2 separate regions of the Rattus norvegicus genome follow, and region 2 is linked to region 1. The links are chromatin contacts, called in public Hi-C maps. All regions are on one chromosome and are shown on one strand. The core of a region is the stretch at or near the end of the contact, and the rest is flanking DNA. Distances in the headings are between cores, read along the strand shown. Region 1 overlaps Magi3 (membrane associated guanylate kinase, WW and PDZ domain containing 3). Region 2 has its middle 12 kb from the start of Rplp0l1.

Region 1 (7,224 bases), core at 4,298-6,797:
TCTCCCTGAACTTGGGCTTGAGTTTCCTTAGCAAAGTTGGAAGCCAGCAAGGCCTGGTCATCCTCCTCCTCCTCACGCCCATCTGTGAGCAGTTAAGATATTCTCAGAATGCCTGGCTTATTACAGGGGTGCTGGGATACAGCTCCAGTCCTCACAGTTGTGCAATACGTCCTCTGAGTGGATAAGCCGTGTGTAGCCTTAGAAAGTACTGTAGCAAAGTCAGACTCACAATCGTTCCTAAGTAAAGTGAAATAGATGTGGAGTGGAGAGTGGAGAGGAGGGAGCATGAAGAGCATTCCCGTTTCCTATTTATTCCAATGATACCCACCAGGATTTACTAAAAAGCCAATTATCAGTCACAACAATTCTGTAGAAATGAGTATTTGCCACCAGGCTTTCTATTACATCCTATTATTATGCTACAATTATTCTATTTTCACGATAAACTGATAAACAGCATACAAAATTTGTTATTTTCCAGTAATAACTTTCCTCTATAGCTTCTAGAATCAAATACATAAAAGGAAGGCTCAAAATGAAAGAACCAGAAATTTCTATTGCCTGGCAAGATGGCGTACAAGGTAAAGTGAGTTTAATCCCATGACCAACCTGGTAGAGAGAACTGAGTCTCTCACATTGTCCCTCTGACCTTTCCTCCCTCCCAAGTGAATGAATAAGTGTAATAAAAAAGTTTTAGAGGCACTTCCCATCAATTTATTCAGATCTTTTTAGTCTTTTTTTTTTAGGACAGATGTGAAAAAAATACAAGAGCACAAATCTACTTTTATTTATTTACTCTCCATTAGTTTAGATCCGGGATGGGCACAGCATCACACGGATTCCATGTCCAGTGGCCTTTGCAGGAAGGTTGCTTTGGAATTTGGCACGAACCATGCCACTGTTTCCATGGGCCCGAGTTACTTTTCCCCAGATCACTCTGGTTTTGTCTGGTTTGCCTCCAGGAGTCACTGTATTGTTTTTTGCTTTGTACACACACCTCTTGCTTAAGTAGAACTCAGTTTCATCTTGGGCATAAACACCTTCAATTTTAAGAAGAGCCGTGTGTTCTCTTTGGCTCTGGAGGCCTCGCCTGTAGCCAGCAAAAATGGCCTTGCACCACAGCCTTCCAGACATACTTGCTTTTTTTTTTTTTTTTTTAGAAGTCCTGTTCCCAGCAGGCCTCCAAAGGCACCAAGATGGTGGAAAGAGAGATCTTTTTAGTCTTATCTTATAGAAAAATATTATGGGGGCTGGAGAGATGGTTCAGTGGTTAAGGGCACTGACTGCTCTTCCAGAGGTCCTGAGTTCAATTCCCAGCAACCACATGGTGGCTCACAACCATCTGTAATGGTATCTTCTGATGTGCAAAGACAGCTACAGTGTGCTCATATACATAAAATAAAAAAAATGAATCTTTTAAAAAAAAGAAACCTTATACTCATTTAGGTTAATTTCTAGGTGTCTCATTCTTTTTCTTTTGGGACAAGATTTCACAGTACAGCTCTGGCTGTTCTCAAACTTAGAGTGATCCTCATGCTTCAGCCTGCCAAGTGCTAAGATTAAAGTCATGTGCCACCATGCTACTTTGGGGAGCAAGCTTGTCAGATAAGCCTTCTACCTCTGACCTATATCCCAACCAAATTCTTAGCAAACTTTTATTTTTAAATTACTGATGGAATAAAATAATACAAAAACGGAGGTTTGGTCATTGTATTGGAGTATTAACTTACCTATAATGAAATGTACTAATTCTAATAGTATAATTGCTGTGAGTTTAAAAAACCACAAGCCCCAAGTTTTCCTAGGACCTTCTGTGGCCTCATTTCTATGGCAGCAGCTGATCTACTGACATTACAGTTTGCTTTTAATAGAAGCCTCCTGTGCATGGAACAGTAGGCTGCCTATACTAATTGTCTGCATCTGGCCTCTTTAGTCTGGAACGAGGCTTAGGACGCACCCATGTTTAATTTCTTCTGACGTATGACATTATGTCTTTTATTGAAAAAAAAAAAAAGGTCCTTGTCATTCTTTTCCAAGCAGAATGACTTCTATGTCTTTTTGTTGTTTCATTATTCTGGCTAGAATTCTATACTGTGCTGAACAGTATAGCAGCAATAAACTTCCCTCGTATGTCACCTCATAGTATAGAAAAAGCTTACTGATGAGTGTGATGCTACTTGTGGACTTGTCAGATACACTCTCTATATACTGAAGTAGTTTCCTTTCCTTATACTCCTAATCTGATGAGTATGGTATTTTTCAATCATAATAGAATATTAAATTTTGTGAAATACTTTTTCTGTATTAACTGAGATGTATATGTACATTTATTGGTTCATAGGTTAAACTATATTCATATTGCAGGTATAAATCCCACCTATTCATTACAGATTATTGTTTTAACTGAATTAGATTTACTAATATTTTAAGACTAGGGGTCAATAGTTATAATGGGTTTAGGCTTTTTGTTGAAAAATACTATTTTAATTTCCCCAATAGTCACAGGTCTCCTCATGTTTTTTGATTTTTTATGATTCAGTCCTGGTAAGGTTTTGTTTCTGGTTAGTCACTTACCTATTTCCTCTAGTTACTAACTGCATAGTGTACAGTTATTCCTAGTATTGTCATAACTCTCACATCAGTTTTCATGTCTTCACTTTCTTATTTTAGACACTAAGGTTTGCTCTGCCAATTGTTCATTTTCAAAATCTTGGCTTCACTCATTTCTTCTATGGCCTTTCTATTTTGTATTTAATTATCTCTGCTCTTAACATCGCTATCCCTTCCTCTTGTTGACTTTGGGTTCAGCTTCTCCCTGTTGTTGGTCCTTCAAGCACAAAGTTTAAAATTCTCAGGTGACTGGTTTCCCTCGTAACTTTCATCACATCCTGTAAGGTTTGGTATGTTGTATTTTCAGTTTTACTGATGCCAGATAAGTTCTCAACTTGACTGTAATTCCTATTTTCAGCCACTTGTTATTTAAAGGTGCCCTGTTTTAACTTCCACACATTTGTAGTTTTCTGCTTTTCTCCTGTTATTAGTTTATTTCACTATGGTCAGGAGAGACACTTCATATATTTAAATTTGTTAAAGAGACTGTGTGTGTGGCCTGAGGATGTGTATGCCACTGCTGTTGCATAAAGAACTCTGTATTTAACCGCTAGCTCCATTTGGTCTATTATGTTATTAAAGGTCTCTGTTTTAGGCTGGGCAGTGGGGCATACCTTTAATCACAGCACTTGGGAGGGAGAACCAGGAAGGTCTCTGTGGGTTTTAGGCCAGCTTGGTCTACATAATAGAGTTCTACAACAGCTAGATAGGACACCGTTTTTCAAAAAAGATTTTCTTTTTTTCCTGTGCTAAATTTCTTTTTGTTTATGGGTAGGATACCTCTATAAAGAGATACTAATATCTGATGATCTATTTACCACTGATGGGCACTGGGGCTATTTCTCAATTTTGGCTATTATAACTAAAGAAGCCAAGAACTTATAAGTCTTTAAATAGAATCATATTAATTTATATTGGGTTAATGCCTAAGAATGAAAATGCTGAATCATATGGTGAATAGCATATTTAACTTTATTATTAAATGTATATTTACTATTATTAAATGTATATTTACTATTATTAAATGTATATTTAATTTACATGTAAATTTCAAATTATTTTTCCTAAGGTAAATCATTCTACATTCTCACAAACATATAAGCTGGTTTATTAATATAAATCTTTACATGTAGAAATTTTTTGAAGGTTACCAGTCAAATTTCCTAAATCCTAAAAATAAATTAAGTTGATAAGGAAAATGGAATAAATTACATTACAATTCTGTGAGAAACAGTCTTAACAATTTGATGTAGAGCTTATTGGTTTAAAGAAACTGACTGATATCAACTGAAAGTAAGAGTGGACAACACTGGAAACCAGTATCAACTGTTCAAGCTGGGTTTCCAGACAATAGGACAGTGCATGTACGAAAGCACCATTTAAAATCCATCCAGTCTTACTGGCAGCTATTCTCTAAAAGTGTGTTTGCAAGTCCCTGTCTGTAATGGTGTGTCTTTCTTACAAAAGCAACATCAATGTGATCATATGCATAGCTATGCTTCGTACAAATTCTGTGAGTGCCATTTCAAGAAACAGCAGGTTTTGAAAACTAAGCTCTTAAATTGGCAGTTTCAACATAGGACTCCCTGTAATACTATTAACTTTGCTGGGAGAGCTGAAGGTTACTTATTTGAATACCACCCAGTAATATCCCCTGGCACTTTTCACTATGAGTATTTGCTATAAAGTTCAATCTTTCATAAACACTATAGCAGAAAAATGCAAAAATAAGCAGTAAATATTATGAAACACTACTGTATGATAATTTGAAATTTTGAGGTAAAAGCATTAGATATTTCAAGGTAAAATCAAACTGAAAAGAAACACAAAATATTTTCATCATAAAAATTAGATGATACAATCTGTAATCTAATGTCCAATGTGAAGACATTTTTAAACAGTCTTTTAACAAGCTGAGAATATCACTACAAAAATCAAAAAAAATCTCTACCTGGAATATCTGTCAAGACCAAAGGTTAACAAATAATATAATGGTTGCTTAATGTGTCTTACACTTTCATTCTGGGAGTTTATGCCATCAAATCTACAGAACTTTTTCTGAAATAAGGTCTTGTTCTACAGCTCAAGCTGCTTTTAAACTTGTTGGCATCCCCTTGGCTTTAGCCTCAAGTTCTGGGATTAAAGATATTAGCCACCACACATGGTTTAAATTAGTTATTTGGCACTCATATTGTACTAATATTCCATTCTTTAAAAGATTTCCTCTATTAAGTGTCTGTATTGGTAGAAATCATTTAAAAGTTATTAAAATCTTGTTAGTTCATAATAATAAAATATTAGACAAAGCGTACTACTTTCTTCCTGTAGTACAGGACTCCCTATGCAACACTCCATCCCAGATCACAGTGTTTGCAGCTATCATTACTGTTCTGTCAACCAAGTACAGCAGCCATTGGGCTCATAAGTACTGGATTCATTTGGCATTTTGTCATAGTCAACCACAGAAAAAAAACCCATGATTAAACTCATGTGAGTCCTCAGTTTGTCATGAGCTTTAAGTCTCCTACTCCTCACTGCAAAGAACTGAGCACTGGTTCCAGATCAAGAATACAACCAAAACCTCCCTCAAGATCCCTTCTTAGAGAGTCTGTTTTCTGAGACCATTATCATTACCAATTCTTTGACAGTCAGGATTCAGAAAAGAGAAAGAAAAAGTAACAGGATGGTTAAAGAACTATTAACAGTATTTACAGAGAATTAACTGAGATTTAACAAGAATTCTAAGTAGAACTAAGAGATAACTCTGAAAAGTACCAACTTATACCCAAGGAAAAATACCCAAGTGCAGCCTGCCATGGAGGAACATGCCCCAAAATCTCTATTTCAGATCTCATTCATGCAGGTGTGGTAAGAGTAAACAATCTTGCTGGATTGCTAGGAGACAATGCCACTTCAGTGGGTCAAGGCAGGAAGTGGGTCAGAACAGTCTAGAGTTAGTGAGTCACCAGCAAGCTGCCCAGGGGAGTGGTAGTGGGTAAAGGGTGTTTTAATAGAAAAACAACTGGAACACTTGTTGAACTTGCCAGAAACCTCTTCTAGGTGCTATTGTATCAAGTGAGGAACACAGCTTGATCCACCACAGCCGCCACAATGTAACAATTGGTAAGTAGATGTAACAGTAGAATTAAGGACGCTACTAATGAGGGCTCTACTATTTATGCTGACAAGCGCCTCACTGGTATCACTGAAATTCCTCTGAGGAGCTGACTGCTAGGTACTGCTGAAATTAACTAGTTTTTTTTTTTTTTTTTTTTTTTGCAAAGCAAGAGCAAAAAGACAAAAGCTGAAACCAAGAGAAGAAACCTGTTCTTTTTCCAGAATCATTCCTGTGCCCTCTAGTGACAAAGCTTAGCACTGTACTGGAGGGTAGAAGAACAATGTCCCAATATTACAGGTAGGCAAGAAATAGTAATTTGGCATGGATAGGCAATGAGCAAAAACTGGCTTTCTGAGACACTCTCATGTTAATGGGAATTAAATTTAATATAAGAAGTTCTACATATATAAAAAAATATCACTTTCTCCTCTACTGTGTCATACTTGTTTTCAAGTTATACACTAACCTTGCATTTCTGTAATAAGCCCTAATTAACATACATCCTTTTATATACTGTTACATACTGATTTGCTGAAATACTACTAAATGTTTTGAATCAATGTTCATGAAATTTGAAGTCTACTATTGTTTAATTTTAATATTTGTCTACTTTTTGTTCAGTTACGTACAATAATGTTCAAATAACGGAGTGAATTGGGAATTGTCCCCGCTTATTTTATTATTAGCTCACTTTACATAACGGGTGCTTTATGTCTGTACACATGTCCATGCCTTCTGCCCGCCCCCAGAGGTCGGAACTGGAGTTACGGACAGTTGTGAGCTGCCTCCTAGGCACTGGGAATCACATGGATCCTCTGAATGAGCAGGAAGTGCTCGTAGCCAATAAGATTTGTTCGAAATCCTCTCTTCTATTGTCCAGAAAATGTATGGAATTGATTTTCTTTTTGGAAAATTTACCTACTATCTGGACCTGAAGTTTTCTTTATAATAAAATTACCAACTATAAACTTCTCTAAAGAAAAGTTTTTGGGTTATCTTTTAGAATGAGCACTGGTAGTTTTAGTATTCTGAAGAATTTGTTCATTTCATACAATTTGAGGAATTTATTTCAGTATAAAATTTCTCAGAATGTTTTTAATATTCACCTAATTCATCTAATTGTCTCTCTCTCTTTCCAAAGTAGTATGGTTATATTTTTAGGTCATCAATCAAATTGATGCAAAAAACAAATCAACTTTTGTTTTTCTCTATTTCCTATTTCACTAAGTCTTGCTTTCACTTCTACTAATTTCTTTCCTAGCTAGTTTTGCTTTATGCTATTCTTTTTCTTTCCATTCTTAAGACAAATGTTTGTATCATCTGAGAGCTTTGTTAACTAATACAAATATGTAGTATGTTTCCATCCAAATGGTGCTCTAGCTTCCTAGAAAATTTTTTATTCAACATGTTTGATACTTTTCTGCTATGTTGCTGTGTTTGTTTTATTTCTCTGTTGATTTTTTTTGATAAGCAAGTTAGGAATATTACTTAATTTC
Region 2 (7,558 bases), core at 4,657-7,156, 330 kb after region 1:
CCCATCCCTTAGCCTCTCTTTATGGATTCTTGAAGCCTCCGTGATACTGCCAGTAAAGGTCCTCTTCCCCCCCCCTCCCCGGAGCTGGGGACCGAACCCAGGGCCTTGCGCTTGCTAGGCAAGCGCTCTACCACTAAGCTAAATCCCCAACTCCTAAAGGTCCTCTTTATTGAGAGGCAGTTCCTGTTGTTTGCACTCGAGAGCTCCAGCCATACCAAGAGACTCAGCAGCTCTTCTCTGAGGTCCCAAGAGCAATGACAGTGCAGGCCGATGTAAAATCAAGGACCCCAGGGTTCGAGGTAGTGTTTTTCCATGATACTCAGAAAAGCCAGAAACAGTGTGTCCTACTGTGCTTCTCTGCCATAAAACACTGACCAAAAGCAATCTGAGGCTCGGGGAGGGTTCGTTTTTCTTACACATGCACAGTCCACCTTTGAGGGAAGTCAGGGCAAGAACTCGACAGGAACCTGGAGGCAGGAACTGACGCAGGAACCATGGAGAACACTGCCTGTTGGCTTTCTCCCCGTGGTTTTCTCAATGTCCCTTCTTATCTGACCCAGTGGCGGTACCACCCACAGTGGGCTGGGCCCCCCCACACCAATCCTTAAGTGAGAAAACGCCCTACAGACTTTCCTACATGCTAATCTGATGGAGGCGACTCCCCCGCTGAGGTCCCCTCTTCCAAGATGACTCTGGTTTGGGACTAGTTTGACAAAAACTGACCAGCACGCATGTAAAATAGGAATAGAAACACTTCTAGCCCCTGGGATTATGAAATGAGCTCATATTTGTAGAGGATGGTAACCGCACTATCAGTGCCAGCTACTGTTCTTATCAAAGTACGAATGAAAGCCTGTTCCTGGGGCCGGAGAGATGGCTCAGCAGTTCAGAACACTTGCTGCTCTTGCAGAGGTCCCAGGTTCAATTCCCAGAAAGAAGCCTAGTGGGACTTGGCCCTAGGGAACCCATGGTGTCAGACTCCTGCCCCCCCCCATATGATGGCTGTTGGGAAAACTGGAGGGAAAAGGCCCCTTCTGAGTGTGGGGGACAAAAATGCCTTCAGGCAAAGGCAAACAGTAGACCATGGATCGGTAGAAGCACTTGGTATGCGTTAACTGTTTCATGACCTTTCCCTAGCCACTTTCTTGTTCATCTTAGGTCTTCCCAGTGGGGAGATGGACAAGGTTTCCACGCCTTTCTGCCATAATGTACCCCTCAACCTAGACCCACGCATGGGGCCAGCCATTAACCTGCAGTGTGCCTGGAGAGCCTGAAGCAAGTTCTAATGCTGGAACTGTTGTCAGAGTGACTTAAGATCGTTTTCCGTTCTGACCCCCCCGTTTGCTCACATGTAAATAGAGTCATGAGTGAAAAGGATTTGACCCTGCCTTCTAATCACCTCAGAATACCACAGAATGTGGGTCGCCCACTCAACCCCAGCTCTCTGGAAAGAGTCTGGCATCTTCCTGTTGAGCTCATCAGTCTGTGTGCTCAGGTAGTGTGTGTGCATGAGGGACGGTGTACACACACTTGATGCTGGGGACGGAACCGCACACCTCATGGGTGCTATGCTGCTATTCAACCACTGAGCCCTGTTTAGTCAGGTTTGAAAGCCACTGCCTAGAAAGGCTCCATGGTGTCCATTGACATTCAGATTCCCAAGAAAATTAATGCTGTTCTCATCTAGCTGAGAGCAGCTTCGAGTGGCCTGCCTTGAGGCCCAGGGATGATGGCCACTTGCCAGTGAAGGGCCCGCTGGTGGCCTGGCCCAGCATGAGAAGAAGACGCTCTTATATCTCATCAAATACCTCAGCTCAGCGATTTGCTCCTCCTGTGCAGCTTTTGTTCCAAAGGCTGTGAGAAGAGCTGGCACCTTTCCCTGGAGGCCCTGTTTCAGGGGCCTGAAAGCTCTTGAAGACAATGGCAAGTCTCTCCTGACTCTCGGCTTTCCTATTTCCATAGTAACTGTCCTCCGTGGTGCTGTTTAGCAGCTCTCGTGATTATTTATTTATTTTGACATTCCTTAAGTGTTTCAAGTAACTTAGGCTGGCCTTGAGCTCCCTATGTAGCCAAGGATGACCCTGATCCTCTTGCCTCTAGCTTTCTAGTACTGGAATCACAAGCACCGGCCACCATGCATGGGTTCAAGCATTGCTAGGGAACGGACCCAGGGCTTCACACATCGAAGAAGCGTTCTGTCCACTGAGCTGCACCCCCAGCCTTGTTACAACCTCTCACTCAGACCACACGACAGCTCCATGGTCCTCTTCTGACCTCCAGGTTCTCCTGCCTTCAGCCTCTCCTTCACAGTGCCCACGGTGGTTTTCCTAAGCCAGCCTTCACCCCGTCTCCTCTGCCCACAGTTGTCTCCCTTACAGACAAAACCAGGCTCCTCCCCTGGTCTTCAAGGCTTTCAGGACTGGAAGCTCAGTGCCTTCCTCGGCTATACCTCCTTCAGGCCAATTGTCATTTCGAGGAGATATGAATAAAGGATATTGTACGTATTAAAATGTAATCGTGATTTTTTTGTGCCGTTAATAGCTTCAAATAAATAATAAATGACCCACTTTGGGCTCAGTAAGCTTTTCTCGATCCTTCTCATAGGACTCCCGAGGTTGATGGAACCATATCACTGCCTGATTTTCATGGCAAAACATTTACAGAAATGTCAGGGGCTGAGGAATGCGGAGCTCAGGGAGGGACACTCTCCCTACCTTCCATCTGCTAAACAGTCGTCTCTCTCTCTCTCTCTCTCTCTCTCTCTCTCTCTCTCTCTCTCTCTCTCTCTTCTAGGGTCTGCCTAGGTCTCAGACTCCCGAGCCACCTTGTCATCTCCACATGAGTGTTTTTAATAGGGACAGGTCTACAGGGACCAGGAGTATCAATGTCCCCTACCGTGCCAGTGTCCTTTGGAGCCTACCTTCCTGTGCCGCTGCTCCGTGCCCATTGTGAGCTAATTAAATGAGCATCCTTGACCAGTCAACCATCTTTATAAACAGCTTCCTCTTCTCATTAGCAACCAGAGCAGGCACAAACCCACCATTCCTGGGGCGGTTCCCCTTTCTACACCTGTGACAGGCATGGATGTCAGAGCACTTGCCCCTGAGCGTCAAGGGGTCAAGTGACAGGCACACTCAGAATCCTTCTCAACACAAGGTTATATCCATCAGTCAGAGTGTGCAGGTGCCTGAGACAGTCCTTCCTGCTTACCATCAGTGACCCAGCTGCTTAATAGCTAATGTGTTTACTAGGCAAGCACCAGGAGTTTTAATTTCCTCTCCCTCATGGAACCCTAAACTAGAATAGCATCCAGTCACATTCTGTCTACTCTGCTCCTTTCTGGCTGGACAGTCCAGGTTGTGGGTGGGCTACTTTAGATTTTTTTTTTTTTTGGTTCTTTTTTTCGGAGCTGGGGACCGAACCCAGGGCCTTGCGCTTCCTAGGCAAGCGCTCTACCACTGAGCTAAATCCCCAGCCCCTAGATTTTTTTCTCTTCTTTTTTTTCATTAAGACAAGGTTTCTCTGTGTAGCCCTGGCTGGCCCGGAACTTGCTCTGTAGACCAGGCTGTCCTGGAAATCATAGAGGTATACATGCCTCTGCCTCCTGGGTGAGTGTTGGGATTCAAGGAAGCCATGCACAACCACCACCATGCTTCTTTTTGAAGTCGTATTTGGCATGAGAATTGGAATAAGACAGCTACAGTCAGGAAAGTTACCATTAAAAATTACTTGTGGAGGCGAACTTAGGAGGCAGAGGAAAGTGGGTTTCTGTGAGTTCGAGGCCATCCTTATCTACAGAGCAAGTTCTTGGACAGCCAGGGCTCTGTTACACAGAGAAAATTCAGTCTCAGAAAGGCAAAAAGAAGAAGAAGGAGGAGGAGGAGGAGAAGAGGAGGAGGAGGAGAAGGAGGAGGAGGAGGAAGAGGAGGAGGAGGAGGGGAAGGGGAAGAAGAAGAAGAAGAAGAAGAAGAAGAAGAAGAAGAAGAAGAAGAAGAAGAAGAAGAAGAAGAAGAAGAAGAAGAAGAAGAAGAAGAAGAAGAAGAGGAAGAAGAAGAAGAAGAAGAAGAAGAAGAAGAAGAAGAAGAAGAAGAAGAAGAAGAAGAAGAAGAAGAAGAAGAAGAAGAAGAAGAGCCTACCCCCGAAGGTCTGAAAATGTGGCTTAGTTGGTAAGAGTGCTTGCCTAGCACGCACAACATCCTGGGTTCAGTCCTCAGCACCACATAAAACAAGAGTGGTGAGTACACAGCTGGGATCTCTGTACTGGGAGGTGAAGGCGGGAAGATCAGTTCAAGGTCATCTTCAGCTATACAGTAAGTTCCCCACCAACTTGAGCTATAAAAGCCAGGACGGGGTGGGGGTGGGGGGAGGTGCGCATTCTGAAGACTGCTCTCCCCAGCCGTGCTTTTCTCCTATTCAGGCCTACACTCTACACGAAGGCCCAGCGAGCCGGCTGGTCTTGAGCCATAAAGAACAGTACCTAGGAGGCTATGAAGCAGACAATGAACTCCCCCACAGAACATGACTCCTGGGCAGGCAACTGGAGACCCAGAGCAGTGGCAAGGTTTTCCACCTGGCCTGAGCAACGGAACCCTAAGCCATCGGAAACGATGCTTCTGGCTGATAGCAAGCAGCCATGGTTTCTTCTCTCTACCCACCCCCTTTCTTTCAAGCTGATCACATTTCCTTGGTGATTTCCATGCTTGGTCAGAAGACTTAGGGGATAGCTTTGCATCCCACAGGATCTTGTCCAGATAAACTATTCTGCACTAATTAGTGGGATCATCTGAAAGGTCCCTTCCTTCCTGTCTGCAGTGAGTTTGCACTGAACAAGTGAGCCTGAGTACTGAGAAGAGAGCCTTTGAACTCCAGCTGGACCCCTGGAGAGGCTGAAGATGAAGATGTCAGTGCCTCTGTCAGAAAAACAACACAAAACCAGTCTGTTTCTAGTGGCTTCCTTTCCCACTTAGACCACGAGAACGTTGTAACTGAATGGGAGAAAGGCGGGAGTCTGGCAGCTGATCTGAGGAAATCTTACACAATTTTGATGAGGCCCCCACCCCACCCCTGGGTGAGTCGAACCAGTTCTCAAGTACCAGATAACTACGGAAAGACAGCTGAGGCATGGGGCAGGGGACTCAGTGGTAAAGCATGTGTGAGTGCACGCAAACATGAACACACACATGCACACATACATTTTTCTGTGTGTTAGCTCCTGAAATTTTAGTTAATATACTTATTATCATATCACCACTCAAACAGATGAGAAGCAGGCATAAAGAGGCAAAATGACCCCTGCAACACCAGCCAGCAAGTGAAAGACAGAGCTGGGGCTGGAACCCAGTTAGTCTGCCTAAGTCCCAAAAAGCCTGAAACGTGCACATTCAAACAAAACCCAAAGAAAGAGCGGGCCTGTGATCCAATGAGACCAGGATAGGTAATAGCTACAAGGACACTCCCACTCCAGGGCATTCTCAGTGTGACAGAAGGCTTTTGATAAGTAGAGTCATTGACCCTCTCTACCCCGTGCTTAAAACGAGACCTCAACCACCACTCATTCGGTTTTGTCCATATTGTCACATGTCCCCTTATAGACAGGTACTTCAGGGCCTAACCTGGAGATGGTTTATGGTGTCTGCCAGGCACCAAAACAGGTTTCTGCACGCTGTTCGTCTGCCTGCAGAAGTTAACTGCAACTGCTGTAACTAGTGCCTCGTGCAGCCTTGTGGGTGGTTCTAGTATCTGAGGCCCTGACCTCTAGAATAACAGTCTGCGAACCCACTGTTCCTCCAACCAGCTTCTCATCTGTAAATATTTCTTCATGCTGGAAATAGTTTCGAGCACTCCTCAGTGCCAAGCTCTCAAACCACCAAGTTGAATTCAATGTTTGCCCAAGCTGCTCAGTATTTGCTAGTGGTGACAGGCACCGGAAGGGACCTTCTCAAGGCTTAGAGTACAGGGATGGCCCCAACCTGCCCCTCCACCCTGGGAGTAGGAGCTGCAAATGAGATCACACTGGGAAATTGATTTGTAAAAAGCATAAGGTGAGAATGGGGTGTGGAGAGAGGAGGAGGGGATGAAGGAGAGGGAGAAGCAAAGAAGAGGGCTCTACAGCCTTGGATCAGAACGTATTGTCTTGAGACCTCTGAGGGCCAAGATGCGATCTCATCCTGGGCTGGGAGCCCAGAGCATGGAGTCCAGCCTCCGAGGACAAAGCCTGGAGCTCTGGCCTCTCCCTCAGGCCAAGCTGCCCTGGACTTCATCCTGGCAGAGGCCTAGAACTTTCGAGCCCTGCACCGCCCCGGAAAGATTTTGAGTTAGAGTCTGAGCCATGACAAAGGCCAGGCCTCTCCTCCATTGTGCAACCAAAGAAGCCGGATTTCCCGTGAATCCCCTTATGTAAGGGCATCCCTGAGCAATGGTGGCCTGGGTAGCGCCCTCTGCCTCCTTTCTCTGTGCTGAAGCGCCACCTGGAGGCCAGTTCTCGTTCAAACCGTTGTGTAGCAGACTCTTAAAATTAGCCTCCACATAGGAAAAAAAGAGATGCCTTGGAACAAAAAAGCACCTTTTGAAAGAACCTCAACGGTTTTTTCGCCTGCTCTTTTGCTATTGCTGATGGGATATTCAAGGGTTGAATGATGAGGCCTCTTAAAAAGACAGGATTTCTCCACGACTTAGAATTACAGTGATCTTGTAACTGCCTTTACATTCTAATATCTGGATCCGAAGAGCACACGTAAGGAGAAAACTGCAGTTCACCTTGCATCTCAGACTCCAACCTCTTCGTCCCCTACTGCAAGTTAGTCAGGTTCCACTAACTTGTGTAGAGTTTTGCTGTGCGGCGGCCCCTTCTCAGGAGAGCCGGGGTTCGGCAGAGCTTTTTGAATCAGCTGCCCGGCCCGGGCATGAACACACACCCTGGACTAATTGTTAACAAGTAGCTGGATGGACATACGAAGATGATTGCTTAAAATGAGCTCCAAGTTATTTTATTCTGAAGAAATTCTAAGCTAAAGGGACCCAGAAAATAGGGAATATCCAATATAAAGAAAAGGGGACGGGCTCCCGAACTGAGAAAGGTTTAGTTTTGCTTTCTTTGTTGTTTTGGTTTTTTGGTAAGGAAGCAAGTAACCAAGCAAACAAAATGAGCAAGCGAGCAAGCGAGAGAGAGAAGAGAGAAAGAGATTTCGTTTTCAGAGTTTTGTTCTTACTCTTTTGGTAGGTCAGCAGTTTAGCTACAAGGACAAAAGACCCTGATATCTCAAGCAATCCTTGTCAGAAAGAGGAAAATGCTGGCAGTATCAGAAATAGCCCATCTCAAATCCTATTACAACGTCATGGTAACAAAAACAGTGTGGTACTTGCTCAAAAATGGGTCTGTCAATCAAGGGGATCAAAGAGAGGTCACCCTACGACGGAAAGAGACCCTCTAAACACTGGTGCTGAGAAAATGGTTTCCACAAGGAAAGGAAAGATTAAGACCCCTATCTCTAACCCTGCGAAAAATCAACTCAAAGTGAATCTTAGAGCCAGGCCTGAAACTTTGAAAGTGCTGGGGGAA

The links. Hi-C and Micro-C count contacts between places; a contact is called where the count stands out from the background.
Region 2: a contact with region 1 is called in a Hi-C map of the Rat2 cell line, with 7 times the contacts expected there. The contact joins two enhancer-like sites. A contact is called at or near these places in 4 of 12 Hi-C or Micro-C datasets (the A7r5 cell line, the Rat2 cell line, Schwann cells and 1 more).

The regions. Positions count from the first base shown.
Region 1 is chr2:194,285,059-194,292,282 of GRCr8, forward strand. The region is part of intron 2 of Magi3 (membrane associated guanylate kinase, WW and PDZ domain containing 3); the gene reads right to left. Among named protein-coding and RNA genes, the nearest start is that of Magi3, 120 kb to the right of the region's middle. Within about 2 kb of position 5,548, at least 5 of the 93 cell types and tissues checked have an H3K27ac peak or open chromatin away from gene starts, as enhancers often do. A contact at or near this core is called in the A7r5 cell line, where this site is marked.
Region 2 is chr2:194,618,460-194,626,017 of GRCr8, forward strand. No RefSeq gene overlaps it. Among named protein-coding and RNA genes, the nearest start is that of Rplp0l1, 12 kb to the left of the region's middle. Within about 2 kb of position 5,907, at least 47 of the 93 cell types and tissues checked have an H3K27ac peak or open chromatin away from gene starts, as enhancers often do. A contact at or near this core is called in the A7r5 cell line, where this site is marked.